Linked DNA regions of Ovis aries: region 1 is linked to region 2. Evidence: chromatin contacts called from public Hi-C data. All regions are on one chromosome and are shown on one strand. The core of a region is the stretch at or near the end of the contact, and the rest is flanking DNA. Distances in the headings are between cores, read along the strand shown. Region 1 overlaps LOC121819241 (a long non-coding RNA gene). Region 2 overlaps SAMM50 (SAMM50 sorting and assembly machinery component).

What was found. A called contact is a pair of places that touch in the nucleus more often than the background predicts.
Region 1: a Hi-C map of skin fibroblasts shows a contact between it and region 2, with 2.2 times the contacts expected there. The contact joins two enhancer-like sites. A contact is called at or near these places in 7 of 16 Hi-C or Micro-C datasets (blood, hypothalamus, liver and 4 more).

What each region holds. Positions count from the first base shown.
Region 1 is chr3:221,130,687-221,136,574 of ARS-UI_Ramb_v3.0, reverse strand. It overlaps LOC121819241 (a long non-coding RNA gene), which reads left to right. Exons shown (of 2, transcript XR_006059500.2): 2 at 3,769-5,888. Among named protein-coding and RNA genes, the nearest start is that of PRR5, 21 kb to the left of the region's middle. Within about 2 kb of position 3,909, at least 3 of the 54 cell types and tissues checked have an H3K27ac peak or open chromatin away from gene starts, as enhancers often do.
Region 2 is chr3:220,608,267-220,614,406 of ARS-UI_Ramb_v3.0, reverse strand. SAMM50 (SAMM50 sorting and assembly machinery component) reads right to left here. Exons shown (of 15, transcript XM_004007040.5): 15 at 5,298-5,503. The coding sequence ends at 5,458. Among named protein-coding and RNA genes, the nearest start is that of PARVB, 25 kb to the left of the region's middle. Within about 2 kb of position 4,581, at least 15 of the 54 cell types and tissues checked have an H3K27ac peak or open chromatin away from gene starts, as enhancers often do.

The sequences.
Region 1 (5,888 bases), core at 2,660-5,159, 520 kb before region 2:
TGTTGAGCCTGTCCCAGACCAGTTCAGTTCATCTCAGTCGCTCAGTCGTGTCCGACTCTTTATGACCCCATGAACTGCAGCACCCCAGGCCTCCCTGTCCATCACCAACTCCCAGAGTTCACCCAAACCCATGTCCATCGAGTTGGTGATGCCATCCAACCATCTCATCCTCTGTCGTCCCCTTCTCCTCCTGCCCTCAATCTTTCCCAGCATTGGGGTCTTTTCAAATGAGTCAGCTCTTTGCATCAGGTGGCCAAAGTATTGGAGTTTCAGCTTTAGCATCAGTTCTTCCAAGGAACACCCAGGACTGATCTCTTTTAGGATGGACTGGTTGGATCTCCTTGCAGTCCAAGGGACTCTCAAGAGTCTTCTCCAACACCACAGTTCAAAAGCATCAGTTCTTCGGCGCTCAGCCTTCTTCACAGTCCAACTCTCACATCCATACATGACCACTGGAAAAACCATAGCCTTGGCTAGACGGACCTTTGCTGGCAAAGTCATGTCTCTGCTTTTTAATATGCTGTCTAGGTTGGTCATAACTTTCCTTCCAAGGAGTAAGTGTCTTTTAATTTCATGGCTGCAATCACCATCTGCAGTGATTTTGGAGCCCAGAAAAATAAAGTCAGCCACTGTTCCACTGTTTCCCCATCTATTTCCCATGAAGTGAAGGGAGCAGATGCCATGATATTAGTTTTCCAAATGTTGAGCTTTAAGCCAACTTTTTCACTCTCCTCTTTCACTTTCATCAAGAGGCTCTTTAGTTCTTCTTCACTTTCTGCCATAAGAGTGATGTCATCTGCATTTCTGAGGTTATTGATATTTCTCCTGGAAATCTTGATTCCAGCTTGTGCTTCCTCCAGCCCAGCATTTCTCATGATGTACTCTGTATATAAGTTAAATAAGCAGGGTGACAATATACAGCCTTGATGTACTCCTTTTCCTATTTGGAAGCAGTCTGTTGTTCCATGTCCAGTTCTAACTGTTGCTTCCTGACCTGCATATAGGTTTCTCAAGAGGCAGGTCAGGTGGTCTGGGATTCCCATCTCTTTCAGAATTTTCCACAGTTGATTGTGATCCACACAGTCAAAGGCTTTGGCATAGCCAATAAAGCAGAAATAGATATTAAAAAAAAAAAGAAATAGATATATTTCTGGAACTCTCTTGCTTTTTCAATGATCCAGTAGATGTTGGCAATTTGATCTCTGGTTCCTCTGTCTTTTCTAAAATCAGCTTGAACATCTGGAAGTTATTGGGTGTGAAACAATTTGACAGACATTTAATGCGGAAGATGAAAAACCAATGCCAGGAGGGGGCATGGCTAAGTGCAAAGAGCCAGGGCCTCACAGTGGAAGCTGTGGGTTCTAATTCTGCCTCGGTTGCCTCATCTTTGAAATGGGAATGAAATGAGTACCTGGCTCACGTCCAGGTCAGCAAGATATAGACGGTGGCCCCTCAGGGGCCTTCCACTCATAGGATGGTGGTGAGGAGGACATCAGTTAATCAAGGTAAAGCAGCTTGTGCTCAAGCCTCCCATCCCCTGTGACCCTCAAGACCTGAAGGTCAATCCCCTTCACCCCATCCCCCTGCCCCAGGCAGCAGGGCACATGGGGACAAGCAGACAGTGTCTAGCTCCCAGAGGAGACACGGGAGAAGGTGAGCCCATCATTGGGAAGGGGGTGTCTGTGCCCAGGGCTTCTGCCAAGCCCTGCTCCCTGAGGGCCCAGGACCACATCCCCGGGCGCTGGGAGGGGGTAGGGATGGGTGATGGAGCCAGGAGACCCTGGCTGTGGGCTTCTCAGGGTTGAGATGACAGCACCTGGATCTGGGGGGCTGACCTGAGGTCTCTGGGATGCTGTGTCTGGGCTTTCTCTGAGCCAGCGCTTGAACCTGGCCCCTCGGCAGTGAAAGGGCAGAGTTCGAACCACTGGACCGCCAGGGAAGTTGTTTTCTTTAAAAGCTGGCCTTGGTATTTCTGTGGGGGGGGGGTCATCAATTTGCATCCTGCGTCCCATCTCTGCTTAGAAATCTTCCTCTCGTCCTCCAGGACTGGCCACTTCGGGGAGGTGCCCGCAGCCTCTGTGTCCACCAGCTGTCACCTCGTCGTGGCCACTGGGTTGAAGCAGGTCAAGAAGGGGGCAGAGACTGACCAGTGAGGCCTGTCAGGCCCCTGGAGCAGGGTCCACGCCCTGGCTTCCGTGGCGGGTGGGCTGCGGAGGTGACCGCGGCCCCCAGCCCTGCCAGCTTCCCACAGCTGCTTCCTTCCCGGGCGCCTACAGGAACCCCGCCCTCCCGGCTGCCCCCAGGACAGGTGTGGACGCGCCCCTCTGGCTGACCCTGCCCCAGGGGCTCAGGGCCTTTGTGGAGCGCCCTGAGGGAAGCCTGGAAGCAGAAACAGCCCGCCTCCCTGTCCCCAGCTCACAGAGTTCTCACTGTGCGACTCTCCCAGCGCAGTTTGTAATCTATAGTAAGCGCTCAGGAAACAGATTTTCTGAATGTGATGACCTGGTCGGGGCCCCTGTCTCTTCCAGAGCCTGATGGTCGCCTGGCGAGAGGTCACTTTGTCTGACATTTTTCTACATCCCCAGCCCCAGGCCAGCCCCAGTGCTGAGGACATGAGGCAAACAGGGCCAGTGGGTGAGCAGATGAGTGGCTGGGGCCTCTCGGAGATGGGCCCCCGGCTCTGCTGGGGGCTGGGGGATCTCTCGGCCTCCTGGAACTGGCTGCGGGGCTCCGGCCCTGGCCTCCTTCCATCTGGAAGCAGAGCTGGGTATCCCCTAGTGGGAGGCCCTGGGCCTCCGAAGTGGGGAGAGGTTCTGAGACCCATAGATCCTGACAAACCCCATCTGTCCTCAGCCTCCAAGCCACGTGGCTGCTGGATGGGACATGTAATTTAAAAAAGGTTTCTCTTGTTAAGTGGAAACTTCTGCCTGGCACAGAGAAATAAATGATGTTAATGAAGTCCAGGAGCCCAGTGCGTTTGATCTGCTGCTGTTCTGGGAGGAGGCAGGAGGGGCTTTAGACCAGGGAACAGCGCATCCCCCCAAAGGCGGGCCTGCAGGGCGCCAGGCTGTGAGAGGCAATGACGCGGTGGCCAGTCAGGGCCGTGTCCTCCGTGGTCCTCCCAGTGCCCTCGTTTATGGTTTAGGAAGCCAGAGCTATAGATCTGGCTCTGTGGACTTCTTAGAACAGGCAGCACCCACCCGCAGGCCCCTAGGCACCCCGACACTGACCCCACAGGCCAGGAGGAGACGGTGCCCAGGGTGCCGGTGTCGTGGGCAGAGAAACACACGCTCATCCTCCTGGGCTGTCTGAGGAATGGCTCTCAGGCCGGGGGACCTCCTTCCTGTTTCGAGTCGACAGCATCACAGGTGATAACACGTGTGTGTGTGAGGGATGCTGACAGGGGAAGTGTGGTACTTCTGGGGAGAATGTTCTTGTTGTTTAGTTGCTAGGTCATGTCCGGCGCTTTGTGACCCCAGGGACTGCAGCACGCCAGGCTTTTCTGTCCACCACCATCTCCTGGAGCTCACCCATGTTCAGGCCCACTGAATCAGGGATGCTACCCAGCCATGTCATCCTCTGCCGCCCCCTTCTCCTTTTGCCTTCAATCTTTCCCAGCATCAGGGTCTCTTCCAAAGAGTCAGCTCTTCGCATCAGGTGACCCAAGTACTGGAGCTTCAGCTTCCGCATCAGTCCTTCCAGGAGTATTCAGGAGAGAGTGTAAGCGGCTACAGTCTTGTTGGAGGCCTGTTTTGTTGTCTGTTTCAGGGAGTGAGCTGACTCAGTAATTCCACTTCTGGAAACCCACGCTAAGGAAATATTCTGAAACTTAGGAAAAGCTTCACCCTGTTCATCAGAGGAGAAGACAGGCGCCATGTCAAAGCCCAGCAAAATGAATCATGAGGTGACTACACATCCCTTCTCTGGAATATGACGCATCCACTAGAATCTGGTTTGCAGTGTTTAAAGACACGGAAAAGTGCTTATGCGATCATAGTAAATTAAAACCCACTCAGATTCAAAATATTGTATGGGACGTCACTGAGGGTGCGCAAGCAATGCAGAGATGGAGAGAAGACCTCAGCGCAGCATGTCCTGTTGCTCTCCGTGGTGGGCTTTGGGTCCTGACAATGTGGGAAGTTTCTGTTCTTGCTAGTTTTCCAACTTAGCATGTTCCCATCGTCTGGTAAGTAATGTGTATTATTTTTGGACTTCCTTAGTGGAGAAGGCAATGGCAATCCACTCCAGTACTCTTGCCTGGAAAATCCCATGGACGGGGGAGCCTGGTGGGCTGCCGTCCATGGGGTCGCACAGAGTCGGACACGACTGAAGTGACTTAGCAGCAGCAGCAGCAGTAGTCCAGTGGTTAAGAATCTGTACTTTCCCTGCAGGGGGCGCTAGTTTGGTTCTTGGTCAGGGAACTAAGATTCCGCGTGCCCTGTGTTGCGTGCATGCGTCTGCATGCTTTGTGACAAAAAAAAAAAAAGAAAAAGAGAGAGAGAGAGAGAGAGAGAGAGAGAGAGAGAGAGCGCGAAATGGGTATTACTTTGATTGTGGGAGACCACATACGTGCAGTTACTCAGTGGACCAGGGGCAGTGACACCGCTGATTAAGGAAGCACCTGTTTTGCGTCCTATCCAAAGTAACTATGAAGCAGGCTGCCTACCGTGGTCTCTCGGCAAAGCGCCGCACTCCAGATGGAGAGCCTCGTTCACAGCGAAACATCTGAGAACTATCTCCCCGTCGCTCACGTGCTCAGTATCTGCTGCTGTCTCTGGCACTCCAAGACTGCTTCCCATTCTTCTCCCTACATCTCCCACCCCCTGGTCCAAGCCCCTTCTGGGCTCCCCTCGCTGGGTCTGCTCAGCTCAAATCGAGCCAACCTCTCCAGCTTCTGTCTCTGTCTGCCCATTTCACAGATTCTGCTGCTGAAAGAAGCTCGGAGATCTGGGTGGAGGAGATGAGCAGTTTGCAAACAATTGTAATAGCTGTGTGTATTTTGCCCTGACACCCTGGCCACAAGGAATCATTAAAAAAAAAAAAACAAAATTAAGATAACACTCTGATCCCTTCAGAGCCAGCCTTTACAGCAGGTATCTTCTGGGGCCCTCGTCTCAGGTCCGATGCTCAGACCTACCAGGGTTTGCCCCTGCTTTGATCTCAGCCCTTCCTTTCCTCACTCCTCCAGGTTTCCAGCATGTGTTATTCTTTCTGCCCTCTCTCCCCGCTACGCCCCCGCTCCCCTTAGCTAGATGCGTCCATTTTTCCTTCTGGGTTTCAGACGAAAAAACACCTCCTGTAGGAAGCCCTCCCCGTCCCTCCCCATGGAGGCATCAGCTGAGGCATCGTCCTCATGGAGGTATCAGCTACATTTCCCTCCAGGCCTCTTGGTGAGAAGGAAGCGACTTTCGTTTAACTAAGCCCCTCAGCCATGGGCTTACTCTCCAGGCCGCCAGGGGATCCAAGCCCATGGCACGTTTGGTTGTTGTTTGGCCCTTCCATGTGGGGCGAGGTGCCAGGCGCATGGTAGGCGTTCAGAAAACATCTTCAGGAGGGCCCCTGGGAACACTCTGAAAATAAGCTTGCAGCCACTGACGGATGGATGAGGAGGCGCCCGACAGTGGTGATTCAAGCAGGGTGCCCTTTGAGGGGTCCTTGGTTCTTGTAGATGAGGGAGTGGCAGTCCTGGTTAAGGGATCCCAGCTCCAGAGGGAGCCACTCAGCTTGCAGGACCTCAGTTTGCCTTTCTGTGAAATGGGCACGATGACCCCTGCTCCGTACATCTTCCTCCCATATGTCTCCTTTACGCTCACACCACCGATACACTCTTATTGCTCCTGACTGTGCGTGGGTGTGTGTGGCGGGCTTTCCCCACACCAGGCAATTCT
Region 2 (6,140 bases), core at 3,332-5,831:
AAAGACTATTAAAGTAACCGCCTCTAAGAACTTCCCTGGTGGTCCAGAGGTTAAGAATCTGCTTTCCAATGCAGGGGACGGGGGTTTGATCCCAGTAGGGAAACTAAGATTCCACATGCTTGAGGACCAATTAAGCCCGTGCACCACAATGAAGATTAAAAAAACATACTCTCCTCTTTTCCAAATACCTATCTATATGAGGTTAGAGTTTCTTATATATTTAAACCACTTTAAGTGCAAGAGATTGATGCAGAAGTAGATATAAGAAACCATGTATTTTTGAAGACACCTAATAAAGAGATTTGCGAAACTGCAAAACAATGCCACTCTTTTCACTCTATTTCTTGGAATAGTTTTTTTTTCTTTCCCCCATAAAATGTTATGTATGATAGCAAGCAATGGGTTTGTTATTTTAAAATGAATTATATTTTTCAAAATTTTGTTTTAATTTCTAGTTCAGTAAGTATTCATATCCATCTACATAAACAAAAGCTCTTTGGAGGGTCCTCCATAATTTTTGGCAGGGCTAAGGAATCCAAGGGCCAAAAAATCTGAGAAACACAGTTGTACACAATCATCTGAAGAGATCAGTAAAAAGATAAGAGGCAATATTTAGTTATTGTCCCTGAGATTAAATGCTGGTGCTTTTAAAAACGGTCTAATAAGTGGTTGTGTCATGGAGATCATCGACTATGTAAATATTTCATTAAGCGGTACTGATGGCTTGGGAGAGAATTTCTGGGTGAGCGTCACCTGGTTCAGAAAATGCTGTGTCTGGCTGGGGACAGGGCTGGAGTTCGAGTCCAGCCTGAATCACAAAGTACCCACTGCTTTCTCCTTGTATCTAACATTGAAACGCAGGCAAAGCGATCGACGGTGTTACATGTCACCTGTGAGTTACATGGGGGCATTAAGGCTCAGAAAACCCACAGGCAGCATCCTTGGGACCCGGGAATCCAGCACCTGAAGGGACCAAACCCAAATCCTGTCCTTTGACAGAAGAGGGCTGCAGCCAGAGGGAAGGAGCGGGTGGGGCTGGTGAAGAGCCTCAAGGACCAGAGCAGCATCATGACGTGGGGCCCGTGGTTATCCACCTTCTGTGCCTCCTCCCTGGACACGCGCAGGTGCTCCGACTTCTGACAGGCCCACGGCAGGAACTATATAGATGCTGAAACAGCCACACAGGGCCCGCAGGCACCCAGGGGTGGAGATGCGTGCTGGAGGAGGACCACTCCCAGCTCCAGCCCTCTGCTGCCTACAGCAACGAAGACTTCTTGTCATCAGACCCACTGCTTGAGAGAAGCTGGAAACGGAAATCTTGGGTACAGCCACCTGATTTATTTTTTGGCCGCGCCGGGTCTTCATTGCTACATGTGGGATCCTTAGTTGTGACATGTGAGCTCTTAATTGCACCACGTGGGATCTAGCTCCGCGACCAGGGATCAAACCCGTCCCCCCTCCCCACCCCGAATTGGGAGCACAGAGTCTTAGCCACTGCACCACCTTAGGAAGTCCCCAGCCACCTGATTTCAAACATTTCATTTTCTTTCAAATGCAGCTCTCTGCTTTTTGTTCTAGACTAAGGCATCCACTCCTCTTTGGTGATCTTTAACCTAATTCTGAAGCTGAAGCTCCAATACTTTGGCCACCTAATGCGAAGAACTCACTCACTGGAAAAGACCCTGAGGCTGGGAAAGATTGAGGGCAGGAGGAGAAGGGGACAACAGAGGATGAGATGGTTGGATGGCATCACTGACTCAATGGACATGAGTCTGAGTAGGCTCCAGGAGTTGGTGATGGACAGGGAGGCCTGGCATCCTGCAGGCCATGGGGTCAAAAGAGTCGGGACACAGCTGAGCAACTGAACTGAACCAAACCGCACTGTGCATTTGAACACATCTAATTATCCTGAAGGTAGGTTTATCTAGTCTTAAAGAAGCAAATTCGCATGGGATTTAGAAAGACGGTAATGATAACCCTGTATGCGAGACAGCAAAAGAGACACAGATGTATAGAACAGTCTTTTGGACTCTGTGGGAGAGGGCGAGGGTGGGATGACTTGGGAGAATGGCATTGAAACATGTATAATATCATATGTGAAACAGATCTCCAGTCCAGGTTCGATGCATGATACAGGATGCTTGGGGCTGGTGCACTGGGATGACCCAGAGGGAAGGGATAGGGAGGGAGGTGGGCGGGGGGTTCAGGATGGGGAACACGTGTACACCTGTGGTGGATTCATGTCGATGTATGGCAAAACCATTACAATACTGTAAAATAATTAGCCTCCAATTAAAATAAATAAATTTATATTAAAAAAAAAAAGAAGCAAATTCACAAACTAAAGAGAATTCTTAGCTTCAGGAGCTGTGGGGGTATGAGGAAGATGTCAGAAGTGCAGGGTCTATGCCGGAATCAACCTAAGGGGAAGTGTGACCTGATCTTCATCAGCAGAGCCTGCGTGACTGTCCTTTGCTCCAGTGCCCAAGACCCTTGGAAGCACAACCTGTTTCCTCCTTGGACAGTAAAAGCCTTGCAGACAACAGACAGCGGGGGAAGGGGGTGGCTGGTGGCTCAGCTCCAGGAGCACGTGGCTGATGAACTTGTGTAAAAGGTCAGAGTGCGAGGGCAGAGACCGCCACAAGGTCATGGAAACGGGCAACACGATGCATCATGGACGGGTTTTCCTTTGTAGGCATTGAGACAACTGTCTTTGCTGAAGCCAGCCTTGGTCACATGCACAAGGAGACTGGCCCAGCATGCTTCCAACAAGGGAGATGGCAGCGTTCCCCTCCAGGATGAAGACACGGAAGGCTTCGTGTCTTGGCCCATTCCTTTGCAGAGTGACATGAAAGCCTTATTGAACAAATACTGAACTCTGGTCTAATCCCAAATGCTCAGGTATTTAGAGAAAAATGAAGTCAAATTGAGATGCAAAGGGAATTCCCTGGTGGTGCAGTGGTTAGAACTTGGTGCTTTCACTGCCGAGCAGCGGACGCGGGTTCGATCCCTGGTCGGGGAACTAAGATCCCACAAGGCAGGAGGCGCGGCCACAGAGACTCACGGAGGCAGGGCGGTGCTCGTCACGCTCCTTTCTATGACATCTTTCGCTCTGAACAGCAGCTATGAAGCTCCGTCCACAGTGAACCGGCCTGGGCTCTGGTCTTCCATGGACGGCACTTTGTGAAGGGCTCCTGGCTTCCTGCTCCGGTCTGCCCACTGAACCCCACAGAGAAGGGACAGAATTCTGATCTCACCCCGTGTCTCCACTGCTTCCACTCCACCCTGTGGAGCAGCAGCCTGCGAAGTGTGTTTGCCACTGAAACCGACTCCTGACCTGGCAGATGGCCCACCTGCCACGCTTTCATTAAGGAGCTGGGCGGCGGCCCGGGGGGACCCAGCCCTGCGTGACTAAAGATGCACCATTTCAAAAGTGACTTCTCTTTGGATTCTCCACCAGAGTAGAAGATGAATTCACAAAGGGCACGGAGTCTGAGAGTCTGGGCTACCTGGATTTTTACTGTTCCTAATTTGTAGCCTGAACACAACAGAGCTATACTGTGGGTTTCTTATTTTGCCAAGTGTATCAACGTGCAACTGGAAACAATAAAGCAACTCAGGGGAAAAAAAGTATGTTCTCCTAGGTTCCCAACTATTAAGAGAGGTAAAATTTTCTCCTTAAATATCCTCTGCAGAATCTCCATAGTTCACGTGGGCAGTGAGGGGGACATACACCTCGGAGGCCTAGCGCAGGTGGGTCCCTGGACTTGGGTGGCCTTGGTGGGAATATTAACTAGGTAACGGGAGGATGAAGCTGAGGGGCACTGAGCCCCAGCCGGGGTCATGGGGGTGGGGAGGGATATCCCATAGGAAACTCTCTGGCTAAGGCCCTCTGGGGCACCACCTGCACCCCTGGACATTTTTACAGGGCACCATTTTTAGAAGTATTCAGAGGAGGTTTAAATTGTTAAAACTTTCTTCTCATGTGGCTAATTAAGTCTACCCTAAAATATTGAGAGATAGATACTAGGTGTTAGGCAGGATAAAGGTTCCCCAAAGATGCCCACCTTCTAACTCCTGGAACCTGTGGGTATCTGACTCAGTGTGGCCGGGGCATTATTAGATTGTGGTAGAACTGAGGCTGCTGACCATCTGATGGTAACATCAGGCCAGCCTGGAGTGTCTGGTGGGCCCAGCAGTCACAGGGGCCCAGAGACGAGGCAAAGAGTCAGAGGGAGACGGAAGCCTGAGCTGTGGGCTTTGAAGACACAGGAAGAGGCCATCAGCTAGGGATCGTGGGCGCCTCGGGAAGCTGGGAAAGGTCAGGAAACCACCCCTCCCCTGGAACCTCCAGCAGGCATGCGCCCCTGCGGACACCCTGGTTTCAGGCCAGCAAGACCCATTTTGGACTCCTGGCGTATGGACTGCAAGGGGACAGCTCTGTGTCACGCTGAGCCTCTAGGTCCGCAGTGCTTTGTTAGGGCAGCACAGAAGCGGATTCACACGCCTTTAATAACGAGGCGGCCGCGCCTCCCTCCCGAGAACACGCCCTCCCTCCTTGCCTCCCTGACGTCAGGCTGGTTCATCCTTGCAGGGCGCTCACACTGGCTGACAGGGCCCTGAGCCTGCAGCCCCACACAGGCCCTTCTCAGCCGGCATCAAGTCAGAGCACGCACGCCCCCCAGCGGCAGGCTCTGCGGATCGCTTCATGGAGAATGCCCATCGCAGTCACGAGGATTTGAGATGGGGCTCACAGTAGCTTTGAGAAACAGCCCAGACGTACTATTTCAGTCAATCCACCAAAAAATATAATAGTAATGATGATAATGAGAGTTGTTAGTCACTCAGTCCTGTCTGACTCTGAGACCCTATGGACTGCAGCCCGCCAGGCTCCTCTGTCCATGGGACTCTCCAGGCAAGAATACTGGAGTGGGTTGCCATGCCCTTCTCCAGGGGATCTTCCTGACCCAGGGGTCGAATGGGCATCTCCTGCACTGGAGGCAGACTCTTCACCACGGAGCCAGTCACCAGGGAAGCCCAGGGATGAGGATACTAATAACACTTTCTAATGCTGTTTTACAGTTTGCTAACAGCCATCCCATTGCTGATTCCACCTAATCTGTGGCAACTGAGCACTGAGACCCAAAGAGTCCGGGATGAAAGGGGAATCAGGAGACGCCTGACCGGCCCCTCACCCAGCGGCACGCACGAAGGAACATGCACAAAGCCACCTGACCTCAGAGAAAGCGGCATGCGCAGCCTCGGAGAGGAACTCCCATCCACGACGCGCCCGAGGATCTGTATTTGAAAATTTATTGACATGGTTTCCCACAAGGACTGCAGTTGAAGGATCCGTGAAGCGTGTCTGTCTGGAGAGAGAGAGAGTGGCCCCGAGAACGTCAGTGCTGCCCAGGTCCTGGAGCCGCTGCTGGGGGGCCGGGGGACGCGCCGCATCCACTACAGGAACCTGATCCCAGCTCCAAACTGGACGCCGTCACAGATCCTGGAAAACAAAGCGCTTTCTCTTAAGACAGGAAGTCAACGCTCGGGTCTGCCCTGCTCACCCCGCTGCTGTCGGATCCAGAGACGTGCACGGCTCAAACACAAGGCCCACAGCCCTGCCTCTCAGGAGGCCCGGGCCCTCCTGGCTGCTCGGCCTCACCCGCTGGCCCTGGCTGCTCCCTCCTCTGCCTTTGGAGGACGGACGAGGGAACGAAACGGGAGACACAAATCCCCCTCCCTGCTTCCTCCTCTACTCCTGTTTCCCCAGTCCTGACCCAACTGGAGACAACAAGAGGACCTCGGAGCAAAACAGTCACCAACAACAAAACTCTGGTGGGGGCGGTGGAGGTGGTGGGGGGAAGCTTTGTTTGTTTCTAAGGCTACCAGGATGTCCCAGGGAGGTCGGGGAGGGAGCTGGGAGGGCAAAACCAGAGGAGTCCCAGGGTCTGGCAACAGCAGAACCCACAGCCCCGCAGGGTTTGTCCCAACCACCTCTTTGCTCCTCTCGCAGGAAAGACACAGGAGGTCACGTAGGTTGCAGCATCTGCCACCCACCGAAACTTTCGCAGGTTCCCTTCTGTGCACTGTTGATCACCAGCTGACAGGCCCCTGGGCCCAAGTTCAGATGGGCAAGCAGG